Regions from separate parts of the Triticum aestivum genome. Here region 1 is linked to region 2. Evidence: chromatin contacts called from public Hi-C data. All regions are on one chromosome and are shown on one strand. The core of a region is the stretch at or near the end of the contact, and the rest is flanking DNA. Distances in the headings are between cores, read along the strand shown. Region 1 holds the start of LOC123120329. Region 2 holds the start of LOC123120456 (WAS/WASL-interacting protein family member 1).

Region 1 (2,700 bases), core at 62-2,561, 460 kb after region 2:
AGTGCCGATGCAATGCAAATGATGACATGATGAAATGCAACAAACAAACAAATAACACAGCTGGCACGCAAAACATGGAAGGCAACTGGAGCGTCGGTGTTGGGGCGTCACACAAGTAGCAGGCACCCATAGCGGATCTTGAACAATATGCGTGTGTCTGTGTGCCCCAAGAAGCATTGAGTGTTTCCACATGGGGATGGATGCACCACGAGTAATTTATTTTGCTTTTAGAGAAAAAATGTAAATTACAGTAATTTTGCTAGTGTATTAAAATGTAAAAAACATTGATGTATTTGTTGTCGCGGGGAAACTAGACATAATGTTGACATGTTTTGGTTGAACTTTCCAAAACTATTTTTTATTGGATCTACTATGTACGTCAAATGCTTCAGCTAAATATTTCTTTTGACACATGTTTCCATTTTATTATTTGCAATAAATTAGAAGCACCAAATACGTAGTAATTCATCTTAATCATATCAAGAGGTCCGTTGTTGTTGAATCAAGCCTTCCAATGGATGATCAGCTCACACTCTTAACAATTTTCAACCCTAACCCCTAACTGCTTTTGCGTTGTTTCCTCTATTGGCTTTGTCAACCCTTTCTCATGTTTTTTACCACTCCAACGAGGTTTTTACACTCCTTTCCATTTTCATTGTCATGCCATCTTCACTAGCAACTCATTCCGTCCCATTATCTCGTTACCGACTCTGCCTCGAACTCCATTGACAATCAGCATTGCAAGAAATCATTCGTGCTCAAGTGAAAAGGTCTAATCCCTTGAGGTACAATATGATGTCTTAACAATGGATCCATGATGGGAGCATCTCAATATGGTAAGCGTTATTAAAGTTTGTCACGGAGAATATGTGATGATGTGATAGAAAAAAATGTCGAGCGAGAACACTATTAACATGTGTGCAACTAAGACCCTGTTTGTTTGGGGTTTTGCTTCAGCTTTTCCACTTAAAAAGCCCCTATTAGGAGCTTTTGTGGGTTTTTTTTTTGTTAAAATGGAAAAGTTGGAAAGGCTGAAGTAAAAGCCCAAACAAACGAGGCCTTGCACAAGTCTTTCAAAAATATATTAAGAGTTGGACGCATCGGTAACTACAAGCTTTAAGCTACAAACATTTTTATAATGATTTGAGGATTGCTCACCACATCTGCCACTCGGTTTTCTATTCTCGCCAAAAAAACTTATTGATTATTGGGTGATGATATGGTTAATTTTGAAAACAAAGTACACACAAATTTCAATACTGGAAATGCTCTGAATAAGACGGGCATCGGCCCATCTAAGCTACCGGACCGGACCCAGCCACGAGCCTCGGTCGTTTTCTGCCGCAGCGACCCACCCCGGCTGCACCCCCGCAAACCCTCGTCGACTGTTCTCCGCCCGCCGATGAGGCGAACCACTTCGCCGCCGGCGTCTTGGCCCGCTGTCGGCGTTAGCTTCCGCCTCCTAAGGCAGCGCCGCCAGTGCCCGTGCTGACTGCAGCGCAGAAGGCGTTCTGCTCAAACCCGGCGCCCCCCTACCGAGGACGCTCCCCCAAACCCTCGCCGGCCGCTGTAACTTCTCTTTGCACCACATATCCCCTTCGTCCTCGTCTCCATCCATCTGCACTGAGAGTGAATTAGGGCAATGGAGTTCTCCGTCGAGGAGGAACCGAGGTTAGCACATGGCATTGCATGAGTGATTCCTTTGCCTTTATTCCCCATTTTGCTTATTTCATTTTGGCACAGGTCGGGCGCGCCCCTGGCACTCGGGCTCGGGGAGGACGCCATGGAGGCGGTAAGGAGAGCTTTCCCGGGTCAGGATTTTGCTATTGATGTGGTGAACCGAGCTTTCGGTTGGCGGAATCCGGAGGAGCGCAGCCAACAAGATTCCTCTGCCTGTGGTATCAGTGGAGCATGTACATCGGAAAAGCGTGTGGATTTGGAGCAGGTGGAGAACGCTGGGAAGAGCTGTGCGCAACAGGATCCCTCTGCCTCAGAAATGCAGTTGAGATCTCAGGAAGCGGAGCAAGCCGGTCAGCGCTGCGATGCCCCTCCCGCACCTGCAGACGTAGGCGCTGAAGCCGGTGGGCCTCCCGCACCTGCAGACGTAGGCGCTGAAGCCGGCGGGGGCTGGAACCGCAGGTATGCCAAGGTTGACCTTGAGGCCGCTGCACATTCCAAGTCCACTGGATATATTGTTCGTTGTTACTCGTTGTGGAACTAGTTGTGGAAGGTGTCTGTGTTCTGTATTCTTCGGTATTACTGTTTATGTTTGTAAGTAGCAAAGTTGATTGGTTGCCACAAACCATGATGCATATGAAACCAGGAATACTAGCGCATCCTATTTGTTCCGTTCTATCTGACGAATTGCTGCTCAACAAATATCAACAGGCCCACTTGGTTGCCCCCATCCCTAGTGGTTTGAATTATTTTTAGAAAATTCGACGATGCACACCGATGTAGGATTCTATGGCATTGCAATGAGAAAGTGCTTAATGCTGTATCAACATGCAACAAAGCCATAACTCTTGCTTCTTATTGGACTCAGGGTTAGGCGAGGCCGTATCCCAGATGAACGGGAACCAGATGCCCAGCGAGTAAGTGCGCTAGAGAAGGCATTGACTGGCTTCGCGGAGAGGCAGACTGATGTTGTTGTTAATCCAACAGTGGGGACCTGCTTTGATTCGATTACAGAGGCATATG
Region 2 (2,700 bases), core at 43-2,542:
CCAAGTAATTCTTGCATCGAGACATGTATTCATCCTCCATTTATTAACCAGCTAGCTTTCTTCTCCATGGTAGCCCCAGACAACAATCGTAGGGCTACAAGAACTCAAGATGGTTTCCTTGAGGAACTTATGCTCCGGTCATGCAAGCCATTTACAAGGCCGGCGAGCTCCTGGCCTCCGGCCGCGACGGCGCCGTGCGTTTCAATTTCACATGCACGCTGACAGCTGAGCTGGCCGGCGCGGCCAGCCGGAGGACCGCCGTTCTTCCGACGTCGTTACAATTTTTGTTTTTGATTAATAACATAATTAAGGCAGACCAAAGAGAGCCTTTGGATTGAAACCGACGGTGGATTTTGAGAGCAACAACATGCGTACAGTAATAACATTACTGTAGAGGAGCCGACCCACCCAATATATATAGGGAAAATCCATCCTACCACCCGGTGGTAGTTACCCCACATGTCATATATACTACCGGTAGTATATATTCTACTTCATCATTATAAGTATGTTCATATACTATATATAAGATACTCTAAAGTGAGTTACATGAAAAAATTGCAAGTTGATCCATGTTTTTACTATATTTGTGAAATACGTACATATTTGTACGTAAAAAGGAGCATACTCAAAATACGATATATACAAAAAAGTAGTATATATACTACCTTAACATTTTTATATACTACATACTATGCGTACATACTCTCCGATTTGATAAATACTACATACAACATACAAAACTTAAATGGTGGTAACTACCACCGGTGGTAGATAAAAATTGTCCTATCTTCTATATCTAAATAGGAGCCCCCATTACCTGATTTTCCTCGCTTCGCGCGCAGCCACGTCACCTGAATTATTATTAGCCATTCCATCAACTATGAACGCAATCAGCTGTCGTGCGCTAACTCTCGCTGCCTTCCCCGACTTCCAACGATTGGACTGCACGTGGGTTGCCTGAGCTGTATGTGGGCTGTGTTTGCTGCTGCCGCACATGGGCCTTGATTCAATGTTAGGCATGTGGGCTGTATAGCCCATGGGGGTCAACCGCCGCACTAGGTCACTCACGGTCACCATCTTCTCCGATGTGAACCATGAATCATCCTCGCTGTTATCTCTTCCGCTGCCACGGCTGAATATCTCCCTGGCGCAAATGCACATGAAACTGCAACGTTCATCGCGCCTCATTACTTCGCCCTCTGTTATTACCAAAAGAAAAGGCTAGATTAAACGGCGCGACCACGGCCTTCCGTATACAAACCTATCTCTGCTACCAACTTCTCGCACCATCGCTGCTTCTCCGTATGGGTCGCGACGCGGTTCTGTTGCCGAGCACCCACATCGTCGTGGACGGTATGCCGTTGTTGCACCCCATTGCTCTGCTCTGAATCTGCACCCGCATGCCAGCCGGTTTTTGTCGCCTTCCGATGTCTCTTTGATTGTGGGGACACAGGAGAGATCGCCGTTCCGTTGCCGGAGCTGGATACCAGAATCCCGGATCGTCGAGGAAGTGCACAACTGCTGAGGCGTCGGAACGTTTTTGCTATGCGCCTGCCGTTGCCGTCGGTGAGGATGAGAGGTGGGGAATTCGACTCAATCAGTAAACATGACTTCCAAATTTACTCCACGTTTGGGGCTAGCGCATCATCTCTGTGTGGCAGGTCGTTCCGGTTTTGCCTTTCCGGTCACTTCCCAGTCCCTACTCTATAATTTGCAACATCTGCTCCACACACCTTCGACACTCTCTGGTCCAGGCTTATAAGCTCTATGTGCTCCCACATGGACTTCATGGAGATGCTCTTTCACTTGGACATAAGGTAGAAGATATCATTTTAGATTGTTAATGCAATTTTGATTTACTATTTCCCATCCGTCTCACAAAAATGCTTCATTGCTAATATATGTCTCTGATTTTCCATGCATTTTCAGCATTGGAGATGCTCTTTCACTTGGACATAAGGCAACATATATCATTTTAAATTATACAGTGTGATTTTGATTTGTACCCTGTCCATGCCTTGGCAAAATGCACCCTGTTATATTTATAGCAGAATGTGGCAAACATTTCAATATATACGTTCTTTCATTGCTTATCTGATAAGAATCGGCTCTAGAAGCCCAGGTCAGTGCTTTGATGTTTAAAGAATTATTACATGTTCATAATGTGATCTAATGTTATATCTTATAATTTTTTGATCTGCTATTGGTTTCAGAACTAAATGTAAGATTGGTTCCGTCCATGCAGCAGAGGAAAATTTTGCAAGTAGTTCCATGCAATAAACATTGGTGGCCACCCACTCATTATTTGTTTGTTAGACCCCATGACTGAATTGAGACTTCTTCCCACTGATTTGCTGGAGATTCCTTATGCAATTGTAATGCTCAATGTAGCCGCTTGATGCTTTTGGGTACGCCGTGCTTTGCAACTGTTTGATGCTTAAACACACTTCAGTTAGATTTACTTGGTTTTCTTATAAATGTGGTTAATGCAGTTCCAAACTAATATTTATGGTTAGCTATATCGATTCCAAGTTTCTGTATGAACTTTTTCTTTTTATAGATAACATAAAACTTTCACATACATGAGGATGGCTTTTCACATGGAGTACTAGGGATCAATACAAATTGTATCTCAGTGTTCTTATGCATGCGATTCATTTTTTGCCTCCAGCAAACATGCAGTTCCAAATTAATTAT

What was found. A called contact is a pair of places that touch in the nucleus more often than the background predicts.
Region 1: a contact with region 2 is called in a Hi-C map of leaf, with 5 times the contacts expected there. The contact joins the promoter of LOC123120329 here to the promoter of LOC123120456 in region 2. A contact is called at or near these places in 2 of 5 Hi-C or Micro-C datasets (both in leaf).

The regions. Positions count from the first base shown.
Region 1 is chr5D:230,985,606-230,988,305 of IWGSC CS RefSeq v2.1, forward strand. LOC123120329 reads left to right here and starts at 1,312. Exons shown (of 4, transcript XM_044540299.1): 1 at 1,312-1,671; 2 at 1,744-2,139; 3 at 2,546-2,700. The coding sequence starts at 1,643.
Region 2 is chr5D:230,528,160-230,530,859 of IWGSC CS RefSeq v2.1, forward strand. LOC123120456 (WAS/WASL-interacting protein family member 1) reads right to left here and starts at 1,293. Exons shown (of 6, transcript XM_044540450.1): 1 at 1,265-1,293; 2 at 1,072-1,147; 3 at 821-854. The coding sequence starts at 1,293.